Linked DNA regions of Zea mays: region 2 is linked to region 1. The links are chromatin contacts, called in public Hi-C maps. All regions are on one chromosome and are shown on one strand. Each heading gives the region's core, a stretch centred on a gene start, on an enhancer-like site or on the middle of the called end of the contact. The rest is flanking DNA. Distances are from core to core; before and after follow the strand shown.

Evidence for each region. Hi-C and Micro-C count contacts between places; a contact is called where the count stands out from the background.
Region 2: a contact with region 1 is called in a Hi-C map of tassel, with 2.2 times the contacts expected there. The contact joins the promoter of LOC100284577 here to the promoter of LOC100191172 in region 1. A contact is called at or near these places in 3 of 25 Hi-C or Micro-C datasets (ear, leaf and tassel).

What each region holds. Positions count from the first base shown.
Region 1 is chr4:45,368,222-45,375,640 of Zm-B73-REFERENCE-NAM-5.0, reverse strand. It overlaps LOC100191172, which reads left to right and starts at 4,462. Exons shown (of 1, transcript NM_001136607.1): 1 at 4,462-6,218. The coding sequence starts at 4,931. The coding sequence ends at 5,977.
Region 2 is chr4:45,700,216-45,707,634 of Zm-B73-REFERENCE-NAM-5.0, reverse strand. LOC100284577 (NAD-dependent epimerase/dehydratase family protein) reads left to right here and starts at 4,703. Exons shown (of 1, transcript NM_001157472.1): 1 at 4,703-6,529. The coding sequence starts at 4,836. The coding sequence ends at 6,266.

The sequences.
Region 1 (7,419 bases), core at 3,213-5,712:
AAACATGGTATATGCAAAATTAACATCACACCAATCATGAGAACATATTGTATAATAATGATCTACGCATCATAACGAGATCGTAGGTTCGAGAACCACTAAATTTGGAGTTACGGTTAAAGAGTTATGATTTTCTAAAGAATTATGTGTTAGATATAAAACAAATTAAGTGCATAAATTTAACCATATGTTTCATACAAAATAAAGTTACTAGATGATAAAAAAATATTAAATGAATTTAATGCAACTGCAATGGATCAAAAAGGAGTTAAAATAGATTAATTATGAATTAAACAAGTTTCTAGAATTATTTTTATACTAGAAAATATTTTCTGAATTAATTTATCCCATTTTATTTACTATCTCGGTTGCGGGCACTATCAGGAGTTCTCTAGGGTCTATTCTGCAAAATCCAGGGCCTTCTAGTAATTATTTTAATAATGTCCTGTACTGCGGGTAGATTGCCTAAAAGTCTAGGGGCTCTTATGCTAATTTGCCACAGCGAAGGGGTACGAGTTAATCTTGGCCGCACGATCAGAAATCAAATGGTTAGATTAGATCCTGATTTACGTGAACCGGTACGCAACCCTGGCCCTTGGATCAGAGATCTACGGCATGTGGCTTTATTCACTGAGATCGAACTGGTGTCGTTGATCTCAAGATCTACGACATGGAATTAAAACAAGAAGGGGTATGCGAGTTTCAATCCCAAGCGTCCAATCTAGCATCGAACGGTCGCGACTTAGTGATTCAGGGCTCTAATCGTGACTGCCCATCCATGGATGGACGACGCATGGGTTTTCTCCCTCCTTCGAACCATACAGCGGCGTCGCCGAGCCGAACAACGGCGGACGCCATGACCGCAGAACTCCAAACCTGTAACCTCTTTCCCTACACTCACACCGGGTGTGCTCTACACGTAGCGGGGCAAAGACGAACCAGGAAGGCTTGTGCTTACCAAGACCCAAAGCACCAAAATCGACCCACTCGTCCGCGAGGGAACCACGACGATTACACTACGCCGGCGAGGAAATCTCCGCGCCCCGAGACTCCCGATTCACCCCGAGGGTACGGACGGCTGCCCCGTGCCCAGAGGATTCTTCTCGGCGGTGCGCCGAGGACGAGATGTCGGTACGGATGGGATCCTCTGGCGGCGGCTTCTTCTCCCCCACTGCTTCTACCACGCAACACCATGATGCTCTCGGTTGGGCGTTCTCTGGAGTTGGGAGGGGAAAATGAGTGCCGTGCGAGAGGTTTTTATGGTCCGGATGGGGTGGATTCGCCCAGTCAGCTGCATGCGCGCAGCCGCAGCATGCCCGGCCAGGCTGTTACAAAGCCGTCGCCATGGGCGCGCCTATTGTGGGAGCTCCGGTAGAGGTGGGGCCCACCTGTCATTCATAGAAGCTGCTATGTGTGCGCATGGTTTGGGCTGACGAGCGGGACCCACAAGCAGTGACACACGACACACACGGGTGAAGGTTGTCCAGCAACGCGGTTAGGCTGGGTCAGCCATTTGGCCTAGGTAGCTAAGGCAGAGAGGCTGCTGAGTGGCCCCCACCTGCCATCCAACGCACGGGAGCGTCCACACGTGTGCAGGCGCGGGAGGCTTAGCTGGGCCAAAATGGGGCAGCGGGCCGAGCTAGGTCGAGTTCTCCTTTTCTTTTTCTTATTTTCTGTTTTCCCTTTTTATTTTAAATTCATAATTTGAATTCAAATTCAAACTAGGGTTCCTCTTTTAGATTAAATGCATCACTCAAAAATACTAGCATGAGATGCACATTTATTTATTTATTTGTTGGCTACTTAACTAATTTAATTCCATTAATTGAATATGCAAAAAAAAGAGGAAACCGATTAATCTCCAAAGGTTCCAAAAATCCCCAAAACACTAACATATAAGTATATTTATTTATTTATATCATTATTTTTCTGTGATACAAATTTTGGGCTTTACAACGGTCCCACGCCTCACCGCTGCCAGACCTACCCCTAGCCGCTGATCAGCGGGCCCGATCCCGCTGGGGTTCCCCTGTCATCCCGCCGCCCGCCTGGCCGCCCGCCCGAGGGAGTTGCAGGAGATTTTCCTTAGCAGCAACTTGGTGAAGGCAAGTGTCCTCTGACCCATTATGTCCTACTTACTTATTAATTCACTATCTCGCATACCATGATCAACCTAAGGATTGACTAGTTTTCTGTTTGTCCTGTCCTTGATTACCCTTTTGGGATTTGGCTACTACAGTTAATATCATGATAGTGCTTTACTTTAATCAATGAACATGATGAGAATACTTTATGATACGATGATCTTATTCTGATTATGATGATGAAATTGTGGCACTAAAGGGGACTCGGGTTGTTTCCTGAGTACCTCTCCGTAAGGACCTGTTCGTTGGATGACCACCCGGGAAAACAATACAACCATGAGGGTGGTATGGGACACCCTTAGTTGATTAATTAGAGGAACAACCGAGGCTGGGTGTCGAGGTTCGTTGGTTTTGCTTTTGTTAGTCACCCCTCCTATGGGAAGAGGTAATGTGTTTGTTAAACTAGAGAAACCTAATGGGCGGCTACGACCTCTAGGGAATCTTTGTAAAGGCTACATAGTGAATCCCTATCCATTCACCTCCGTAGTGAAGATCGGGTCTTGCAAACCCAGGTTGGAAAGGGATCATGACTCGTGGGTAAAGCGTGCAACCTCTATAGAGGGTTAAAAACTGGTATATCAGCCATGCTCACGGTTATGAGCAGTCTTGGGAGCTCCTTTGATTAGAGATATGCTGGATACCTTGATAGTGATGGTTTAATGATGATGGTTATAATGATGGATCATTGTATTTCCTCTTGGAGGGAGTACCTTTTTGGGTTATTAACTTGTGGTTATTGCTAAAACTTGGCTCTCTACTAGTAATAAATGTCTGACAAACTAAAAGCAATTGCTTTAAGCTTCACCCCACATACAGCTAGTCCACTTTAGCCAAACGGGACATTTGCTGAGTACGTTGATGTGTACTCACCCTTGCTTAAAAACCAAACACCAGGTTGTCCCTATTGCAACCCCTACTCAGGAGAAGATGAAGGCCATGTAGAGGACTTTCAGAAGTTTCAGGACTATGATGAATTCTAGGGTAGATTAGCGGCAAACCCTAAGTCAACTGTCTGTGAAGGCCTTATCATACTATGTTTCGTTTAGCACTTTGATTATTGTTTAAGTTAATGATTTTGTGGATGTTTCGGACATCATGATGTAATAAAGTACTACTTCTTTCTGCTATTATTTGAGCAATGTGTGATGATGTCCAATTATGTAATCGTTGTGTACGTGAATCTCTGATCCTGGCATGTACATGGTTCGCATTCGGTTTGCCTTCATAAATCGGGTGTGATATAAGTGGTATCAAAGTCGTGCTGACTTTAGAACTGCTAACCTAGAGTAGCAATGGTCTTTCTAAGAACTATAGGCCCTCATTCTCACCTTGACCGTTGGTGTTACTTCAAAAGTTGGTCAAAAGAAAGCTTACTACATCACATCTTACGTCCAGGAATGAAACATTCCATCTCTTCTTGTCCACTGGTATAGAAAAGAATATGCATTTTCTTGATATTTCAAACCAGGACTTTGGATTTCTCATTGAGGGCTGATTTGATGACCAGGGATCACGGGGGATTGAAGGGGATTGGAGAGGAAATTCGTTCATTTCCCCCTCAATCCCCTCCAATCCCACCATAATCTCCTTGTCACCAAATCAACCATAATATTACCGACCAAAAGTGCTACTTATGATATTTTGATTGCTATTATGAAAATGTTAGTCTACAGGCTAAAAACTACATAGAAAGGATAAGGAATACAAAATTAGGGATGGCATCGGGTTTGAAACCTGCGGGTAGAGGGTTTTCAAACTCGCATCCACGGGTTTAATATTAAATCCGCACCCGCACCGGTTACCCACGACGAGTACAATATGCTACCCATACCCGCGACCCGTGGGTGACACAAACTCACGGACATATAATTATACACACACACACACATATATATATCATATTATATACATATATTTATACATATATATAATATACTACACATATATATACATATATACATATATATATATATAAAAATAAACATACACATATGTCTCTTGACGGTACGCGGGTTTGCGGTTACAGGTATAATATTTTCATACCCGCGAGAAAAAAATCCGTCAGGTTAAGAATTAAACTCGCATCTGTACCCGCGGGTATAAACTCACACTCAATCACACACCTTATAGGTTTTTACTCGTGGACACGCGGGTACCCGTTGTCATCCCTATATAAAATGCCACTGCCGTAGTCCTTGTTATTGTTGGGCCTAAAGATGGACAGTGTAGGGTTCTATTGGGCCTGCAGAGAGGGGCGTGCACTGGGCCCTGCGTGTGAGCAGCTAGTTGTAGGAAGCGAGGGGGGAGGAGGCGCTGGGCGGTGTGCCTGCCCGGGCGGTAGATAGGAGAGGTCAAGAACTACGGCACGACCGCCGACGTAGCAGAGGGATCTGTTCGCCTCCCGTACCGAGACCCCCCTACCCTTTCGTCGACGACTAGGCTTGCGGCGACCGCCCTTGGCTTCGCCGTCGGCGAGCATCACCAGGTCCGGCCACCGCTTCCCTTGCATTTTTATCCGGATCTGCCTCCTTCACTGCACGCATGTATTACGCCCACTGGCTCGGATTCGATTCGGCATCTAGGGTTTGGGTACGGCACCCTGGGGTCTGCTTCTGTCAGAACCTCGATGCTCTATGCCTCTATCCGATTGACAGAATGGATGTGTAGGGACTGACGATTGGCGGGGGAGCGAATGCGGAGATGGGCTGATCAGAACTGCGACAAGGTCCGGTTTTCTCTCTAAACCGCGGTCTCTGGAGGTGGGTTTGCTTTTTCCGTAGTCACAGATGGACGACGACGACGGCAGCCTGGGCATTCGGAACTGGGGCTTCTATGACACCGTGAAAGGCAGCCTCGGCCTGCAGCTCATGTCGCCCATGCCACCTGATCGGGACACGAAGCCACTGCTCCCGAGAGCTGGTTTCTTGCAGCAGCATGGGCATCACAATGCCCCACACCAGCTCCACGCACAGCAGCCGCAGCATTACCGTGACTCCGCTGGTGGCGGAGTCTCTGGTGGCACACCTGCCGAGCAGCACCCTATCCACATGGACTTCTCGCGCAATGAAGCTTGGCTGCACCCATCACACCACCAGCATCCCCATGAACAGAAGGTCCTTCATTCTCGCCCTATCGGACCAGCTGGGCATGTTGGGCATCCAGGCCATGTTGCCCATCCTGTGCATGCCGTGCATGTTGTGCATCACCATCCTACTGGCTATGGGATGATATCAGATGCACAACATACTCTTCAGATGATGCAACCACAGCTTGAGTCACAGCTTCAGGAGCCTCCTCCTTGCAAGGAAGACGAAGCACCACCTCCACTGGTTGAGGATCACTCCGTGGTTAGTACCGGGCCACCCGTGAAGAAGAGGCAGCGGGGCCAGAAGCAGAGCTGTCAGCCTAAGTCACCAAAGCCTAAGAAGCCTAAGAAGTCTGCTGTCCCACCGGAGGGTGGGACAATTAATGGGCACGCGACCCGGAGGAGGGGACCTAAGAAGAATGTGGGGATGATGATTAACGGTATTGAGTTGGACCTTGCCAACATACCAACACCAGTGTGCTCGTGCACCGGAGCTCCCCAGCAGTGCTACCGGTGGGGTGCAGGTGGGTGGCAGTCTGCATGCTGCACGACTTCTATTTCAACGTATCCACTGCCAATGAACACAAAGCGCCGGGGCGCACGTATTGCTGGAAGGAAGATGAGCCAAGGTGCATTCAAAAAGGTGCTTGAGAAGCTTGCTGGTGAAGGGTACAATCTTGTTAATCCAATTGACTTGAAGACGTTTTGGGCTAAGCATGGTACAAATAAGTTTGTAACGATCAGATAAAGAAGCCGTGCTATGTTTGTCGCTTTGTAGGTTGTAGAGCTGCAGTTAGGCCTGATTTATTGTTTGTATGCCTATGTGCCAGTCTGCAGACATTTGTAGTAGTAGTTTTTAGCCATGTTTAGTTTCGTTGTCTTAATTGTCATGTCTATCTCGAGCTTTGGATATCGACCAACTGAAGTCCTTGTATCCTCACTTTGCAAATTGTACTGTACCCATAATAGTCTCTAATTTAGGGCATCAAGATCAATGCTTTAGTTAATTGTGTGTGGAAGTAAGCATTATGTGGAGGTTTTCTCTGGTGGAGGGCATTAACCAGCACATTTTGGATAATGAGATAACTGTGAATTTTCTGTATGGCATCTATTCTAAGTCAACTTTTATGGAGTACTCATATTACGTATCCAAAGTCTTACAATTTACAATCAAGAACAGATTCAAGGAACTAAATTCTTTAGTGTATCTTCATTACTCTCTACCTCCAGTGGTCTGCGCCAAAGCAAATTTTATTGTTTGTGGCCTTCTTGCTCACCATGAATGTTTACTGAACTTTGCTTTTAGTTCATGTTGTATTTTCTTGTCAAGTGCTAGCTTGCATGTAGTATTTCTTCAGAAAGAGTGGTGTGCAGGCTGGTTGTGCTTAACTTTCTCTATGGCATTTGGTTGCACTTAACTTTCTTTATGGTATTTGGTTGCTTTTGTTCCGTGTGCTAGAATAAAGAAGCTATCCTAGAGCTAGGACCATTTCTTGGTGATGTGGTTGTGTCAGAAATGGTTGAGAAGGGTTCTGTTATTGCTAATGGCATTGACAGATACGTACCAAAACCATTTTACAAGTGTTCAGGTGTTGAAATCTGGTTACGAAGCGAAGCAGATTTCTATATGACAAATGGATCCATGATGCAAGGTTCGAAACCTTAAAATTAATTGGGTCCTGAGATGATTTCTATATGCTTAGTGAAGAGGCTACGTTTTAGTTGAAATGCTACTGATTTGTTTCCTGTTTTAAATAGATACCGAGTCGTAATAAACTAAGTAATCATCAAATTGTTTGGCTTTTCTCATTGTTATTCCCTTGAAGGCAATGCAACAAGAATTAGGTCATTTGTCGAATCTGGTAGTGGTAGTATCGTAGTCCTAGTTTTTATTGGTAGGTAAGCTGGTATAGTCGCTACTATTTTAAAGCACTGGTTTTATCGGTCGTCCCACGTCAATATTTTTCAAAAAAACCCTACATTTATTTAGAATCAAACCGCACTCATATAATCTCTTCTCTACTACTATAATATGAGAGTTTATGTAAAAAATAAGGTGAAACTATGTATAAGTTAGTGTTTGAAGCTTGGTTTTTAGCTCTATATTCATACACACCTAATCAATAGAAAACATATATTTTATGTTTTATTAAAAAAATTTATCATATGTCATATATATATATATAAATC
Region 2 (7,419 bases), core at 3,454-5,953, 330 kb before region 1:
TACAAAAATCATTAGTATGCAAAGTAGATTTAATAATTGTAAATATTAAACAACTAGAGAAGTCTTTACCTGTCGACCAGAGCCGTCAACGCCGCTGGGTTGAAAGTGGGCAGCCCACGGCGGACCTGGTACGATAAGACGTCCAAGCCAGCCCTCTGTAGGAGAGGAGTGTACCTCTCATCGTACCTCATCTCCTCCAGAAACCGGTCGTGGGTCCGGACCCGCAGAACGGGCAACACCTAGCAATCAAAAGATTTTTCATTAGTCAAATATAGGTCGCATATATTAATTCAAATATAGGTCGCAAATATAGCAAACAAAATATTACCTCTCCCTCTGCGGTGAGACGGCCCCTGTGGTGCTCGTCGTAGTGAGGGTCCAGCAAGTGGAACTGCGCCATCCTGCAAAATAAGATATCAACATATTAGAATATAAGTTGTGTACAAAGTGTAACAAAAACATCGACATATTAGAATAAAATTTGTCTATAAAAAAATATATCACACCTGACTAAGTGTCCAAATGCATGTACGTGAGTTGTGGCCAAGTCTACCGCATTTTCCGCATTCATTCTGCTCTGGGTCCACGAGAAAGGGGGACGCTCGTCCTCTCCTACTGCGACCGGAAACCTGATCCATAACCATGTTGCACCGGCTCCTTTTCCTACTACCACGTTTGTCCCATCGATGCGCTGGATCAGCAACGTATACCGGACCGGTGTACGGTGGCCATTGTGACTCATCAAGAAATGGCTCAAAACGAGGGCTCCAGGTACGTACTAAGCTCTCTACACTGAACTCAGAAGGTATTCTGCTCTCAAATGCAAAGTTACGATGACGTGCGGCCGCAACATAATGAGAACATGGAAAATGGTATTGTCTAGGTTTACCACATCCACACCAGAATGCATCAAGTAACACGACATGTGTCCTCGAAGGTCGCACCTCACCGTCGGAAGTTATGCCGCCTAGTGTTGTTACCTCGTATTTACCCAGCTCCTCATCAAAGCATTGTACCTCATGTCTATGGGCACGTTCCTTTGCATTATTAAGGTGTGATGTTGGTTTAGGTGCCCATCTCTGCCCTCGGGTCTGCATTGCCTTGGCCTGCGCGTGTCTATCATTAAACCAAGCCACTAGCCTATAAAAAGTGAATGTTACTATAGCATTGACTGGCATGCCCCGTATACCCTTGAGCACACTGTTAAATGACTCGGCCATGTTGCTAGTCTGAAACTCGAACCGCCAGCCACCTTCGTCGTAGGCCCTTGTCCATTTGTGCGGTTCCCTCAGCAATCCAGCAATCCAGTTCTTACCTTCAGCATTTGTTGCATCTTTTAGTTCCTTCAACTTATCCTCGAAAAACGAAACCTCCAACTGACGACATACCTCCTCAAAAAGGGGGAAGTTAGCCTTGCTATGATCCTTTCGAAGAAGATTTTCTGCTAGATGTCGAGTGCACCATCTGTGGTGCATGGGTGCGTAGCCAGGAATCTGCTCTTGCACTGCATTAAGAATACCTTGGTGTCTGTCAGATATGACACCAACCTCGCGTCCAGGGCCTACGACATGGATGCGTACAAGCCGCAAGAACCAAGACCAACTATCTCTGTTCTCCCTCTCCACCAAAGCAAATGCCAAAGGAACCAGTGAGTTGTCTGCGTCGCATGATATGGCAACCAACAATGTGCCCTTATACTTCCCAAGCAGAAAAGTACCATCAATAGAGAGCACGGGACGACAATGCCTGAAGGCCTCTACGCACTGCGAGAAACACCAGAAAGCACGATAAAATATCTCTTTGCCGTTCCTCCATTCATTAGGTTTGGGGATGTACTCGTAATGCATGCCTGGGTTTTTTGCTTTCATTGCATTGAACAATGCTGGTAACTTCTCATAACCCTCCTCCCAATCCCCGTATATCATCTTCCATGCCCGCTGCTTTGCCCTCCATGCTTTCCCATATTTGATCCTGTAACCAAACAGCTCCGAAGTCATGGTCATAATTGACTTCACCTTCAAGTTTGGCTGACCCTTCAATATCCCCAATATCCTTTTCGCAATCAGGGTAGATGTCAACTGACGATGCTTAGAGCTCAGCTCTGTCTGGGCACAAGTGTGTGGACCTACAATTTTGGTGATCTTAAACTTTCCGGTGTCCTTCTGCCTTCGGGCACATACCCTCCAATTACATTCTGGCACCTCGCACACAACAGTGTAACGACGCTGTGCATACGAATGTCTCACCTTGAACGGCCTCTTCCGGTTCACAGAATATTCCTGTAGCCATCGTCTCAGTGTAGGCAGATCCTTGAAAAGTAAGCCAACCTTAATCTCAATGCTATCGGCGTTATCCGGAGCCTCTAGCAGTTCATCGTCACGTCCTTCAGCATACGCACGGGTGGAATGACTTAAACTGCTAAATTCATGTACTGCAGGGTCTCGCTCCGGACACAAACGTCTTATGAGTTCAATTTCTTGCTCGGTCATTTCTTGAACCGGACGGTCATCATCAGAATCTACGGCCCGTGCAGCCTCATATGGCTCCTCCTCATCCTCAATCTGAACATCAACACTATTGGATGCCCTGCATATGTTGTCCATATTATATGACACAGGCACATCAATCTGAACATCAGCATTATTGATATGTGGAGATCCTGCATCGGGTCGGAGCAAGAAAAACCACATTAAAAAGTCTAATCAAACGAAATAATGATGGATACGAACAATGTGTCGAAGACACTTACTAGGATGATCGTCAACTGGATCCTGGGTCAATGGGATCTCTTGGGGGGGTACCACCGCATTAGAAGCCCCACAAACGCCGGGAATAGGACGAGAAATCCCATACTCGTGCGGACCCGATTGAGCATCGGGCACAACAACGACTTCTTCATGAAGCTCTACCAAAGGAGCTTCAATACGAGATGCATTTGGCATTTGTGGAGACAACCCGACTGGACCTCCGCAATGACTAACAGGTAACTTTTGAACAACCACATCCAAACATGGTGGAACCATCGTCTTCACAATTCTTAAATATATCACCCAATCATCTTCTGAGGTAATGGAGATCAACCGTCGGACAACTGTTCCATATGTAATATGGGACAACAAACCCTGAATTGATATTCTAGGGTCGTTTATGTCGCAACTAATCTCCTCACAAGCTCGAGCCAAAAGCTGGTCAAAAGTTGGTCTTTCAACGAACAACATGGTCACGATCTTCATACCATCAAAAGTAACACTCCCATAAGCATCTATCTCCACCCTTCCTCCATGGTATAGTGTTACTAGGCTGTCCATCTATTTCAAAAATGGATTACTAACTCAATAATGGCTACATACTTAAGCCTACTAACTTACTAAGTAATAAATATATATTAACTAATAACTATACAATAAATATTAAATAAACACATCAAACGAAATTACATAATCTATAAATAATGTACGAAAACTATGTATACCTGAGAACGCGTACGACTCCAGCTAACGGTGGAGAAGGTCAAGTCGGACGAACACCTACGTACAAAAAAACTTATTGTCAGTAAAAAATTTGGCAGCACCTCCCCTGTAAAGTGATGTTTATAGAACCTGCGAATAAACGACAACACGATGGTTGCCAACACAGAAAACATGTAATATCAATGCGCTAAACAAAATGCTAACTATATAATCACTAAGAATTTACTAAACACTAACAATATGCTAAGCAACAAACTAGCTAACTATTTTAATAAACACTGACAACAAAATATCTAACTATTTACTAAACAATAAATAAGTGGATAGCTAACTAATTACTAAACACTAACAATAGCTAATAGTTTACTAAGAAATTAAAAAAAATTACCTGGCGGCAGTGGGCGGGCCGGGGGCGCGCGGCGGCCGGGGCGGGAGATGCCGGGGCGGAAGCAGGCGCGGTGGCGAGCGGGTGCGGTGGCGCGGTCGTCGGGCCGGCGGTGGCGCGGTGGCGAGCTCGGCGGAGGTCGGCGGGCGGGCGAGCAGGTCGGCGTATGTGGCGCTGGCGAGGTCGGCGGGCGGGGTGGGCGAGCTCGGCGGCCCGCCGGAAGACAAGCGCGGTCGCCGGAGCTGGGCGGGCGGGGTCGCCGGAGCTTGGAACGGCGGCGGCGATTTTCTAGCTCGGGAACGGCGGCGGCGGGTAGAAGTGAAAAGAAACAGAGAAGAAACGCAGAGAGAAAGGTGACTTGCGGTTATTTCCTAGCTCGGCGCCAAGATCTGTGGCGCCGAGCTAGGTGCCACGCGGACTTCCACGTCACATAGCTCGGCGCCATAGCCTGTGGCGCCGAGCTGTGTTAGCTCGGCGCCACAGGCTATGGCGCCGAGCTAAGGGTCCAAAACTGAGTTTAAAATTTTTTTAGGTCTAAACGTGAATTTACTTCAGTTTAGGGGCTAAAATACAAAAAATTCGGTACTCCCGTGAGTTGGATACCTGGACGGCGGTGATTGGCCGGCAGCTACCTGGCGAAAGCGGACAGGAGCTCACTCATTCCCGCGCAGCACAGGCTCGAGTCTTCACTCTTCACGCGGTGAATCCCTGACACACGGACAGTGAGTGCTGACGCATGCACCACCATTGCCCTCGAGCAAAAAGCACAGCCGTGGATAGCAGCAGCCCCGCGCGCCGGCCGGCCGGTCACCTCGGTTTATATCTTGCTGCCATCACCGCTATCACTATCAGTCTCACATTTCACACTCGCTCCCCACTTCGCATCGCCGAAGCACCACCACTTCACGCACTCCACTGTCCGCTCCAGTACTCCACTCCACCGAAGCGCACGCTCCCCGCCAGGAGCAGAGGAGGAGGGGATGCCGGGCGGCGTGGTGGACGCGGCCGCCAAGGGCGTGAGAATGGAGCGGCACGCGGCGCTGCTGCGGCGCGCGGCGGGGGCCAAGCAGCTGGTGTCGGCGTCGTCACAGCTGCTCTTCCGCGCCACCGTGCTCGCCACGCTGGCGCTAGTCGTCCTCTTCGCCGTGCACTACCCGTCCATGCTCTCCCGCTCATTCAGCCTCTCCGCAGCGCCCGCGTCCGGCGCCTCGTCCTCGCGGTCGCGGCACTCGCACCGGAGCCTGCTGGGCTCGAGGCCGGCGTCGCGCTGGAGCGCCGCGTGGGAGCGGGAGGTGCGGCGCAGCGCCGCGCCGCGGCGGGACGGGGCGCTGTCGGTGCTGGTCACGGGCGCGGCGGGCTTCGTGGGCGCGCACTGCTCGCTGGCGCTCCGCGCGCGCGGCGACGGCGTCGTCGGCCTCGACAACTTCAACGCCTACTACGACCCGTCCCTGAAGCGCGCGCGGCAGCGGCTGCTGGCGTCCCGCGGCGTGGCGGTGGTGGACGGCGACGTCAACGACGCGGCGCTGCTGGAGCGGCTGCTCGCGTCGGTGCGCTTCACGCACGTGCTGCACCTGGCCGCGCAGGCCGGCGTGCGGCACGCGATGCGGGCGCCGCAGGCGTACGTGGCCTCCAACGTGGCCGGCCTCGTCGCCCTCTTCGAGGCCGCGGCAAGGCACGCCGACCCGCAGCCGGCGGTCGTGTGGGCGTCGTCGTCGTCGGTGTACGGGCTCAACACCCAGGCGCCCTTCTCCGAGGAGCACCGCACGGACCGCCCCGCGTCGCTGTACGCGGCCACCAAGAAGGCCGGCGAGGCCATCGCGCACGCGTACAACCACATCTACGGGCTCTCCATCACCGGCCTCCGCTTCTTCACCGTGTACGGGCCGTGGGGCCGCCCCGACATGGCCTACTTCTCCTTCGCCCGCAGCATCGTCGCCGGCGAGCCCGTCACGCTGTTCCGCGCCGCCGACGGCTCCGACGCGCGCCGCGACTTCACCTACATCGACGACGTCGTCAGGGGCTGCCTCGGCGCGCTCGACACGGCCGGCAGGAGCACGGGCTCCAGGTCCGGCCGCAAGCGCGGGCCCGCGCCGCTCCGCGTGTACAACCTCGGCAACACCTCGCCGGTGCCCGTCACCCGCATGGTCGCCATCCTCGAGAAGCTCCTGGGCAAGAAGGCGATCAAGCGCGTCGTCACGATGCCAGCCAACGGGGACGTGCCGTTCACGCACGCCAATGTCAGCCACGCCGCGCGCGACTTCGGCTACCGCCCCGCCACCTCGCTCGAGGCCGGCCTCCGCCATTTCGTCGACTGGTTCGTCAGGTACTACAAGGTCGACGTCAGGGGCGGGAATGTCCTCGCCGGCAAGACCGCCAAGAGGAAATCCATGGCCATGTCCTCAGCATCGTGAGGAGCCGCCGCCGCTGTGTGTAATTTTGCTCATGGGAGCAGCAGGCTCCTTGCTCATAAGATATGGTCTCATTGTTTAAGCCTTGCTGCTTTTGCTTCTTCATGATGCTACCATACTACTACCATAGCAGTGCTTAGTGCCATGGAAAAGGGTCCATAGATAAACTAAGCTTAACTGCTTGAGAAAAAGAAAAAGGTAGAGAAAAAAAAGATGTGGGTATAGATATACAGCAGAGCAAAGCAAAGGAGCCATGTCTGAACAAAGACGTGGTCACTGCCGTCCTTATGATTCAGACCATTCTGCTTAAACTATTAATGTTTTTTTTTTTGGTCAGATAATATACTAGTACACTATCTCATTCGTGCTCACTGTGAGCCTGTGACCTATACGACTCCTGCCAGGAACTCAAAGATGCCCTGCTCATGATGCAAGTCCAAGAAGCCGCAGGCTGCCAAAACGGCATTGTTTAGGTTTCGGCAGTGGATTTGATGCATGCAGCTCCTGCATCTTCCCCACATCTATTTATTTATTTAAACCTGTGCGAAATTGGGCGATGCATTTGCCTCTTTCCGGTGGTTCTCTGAAACAGGGTATTTTAGGATGTGTTTGGCTGAATAGCAAATTGGAATGACCGGCTCTATTCTATTTTCTAATAATGAAACTATTTCATTCTGTGTTTGTTAAGTAAGATAGAACTGTTCTATTTCATGTTTGGTTAAAGAGTAAAATAGAGTGAATCCGCTCTGTTCAGTTTTTTGGTTGAGAGTCATATGAGAGTGGAGAGCGCTCGCGTCCGGTAGTTTGGTGTTGTGAAATCTTAAATATTTGCCATATATAGGTCTAAAATCCACTCCGGTCTTCTTCTGTTGCCCTGTTGGAAACCAAATTTCCAGAAAACAGAAACGAGGACACTCTATTTTCGTCAACCGAACACACCTACCGCGTGTGGGGCGATTGCGCAGTCGGTTCTGAGTTTTGTTGCAGAGCAGCGTGGTCGGTGAGAGCGGAACCACGGTGGCTTGGTTCCTTGGCCTCTTGTAGCTGTTTTTCCCGAGAGATATAATTCATGGAGCGTGATCGTCCATCCCAGCAGCAGATCCAGCAATTGGCCAATCCATGCAATCGCAACAAAAGGCCAGTAGAATGGCAGTGT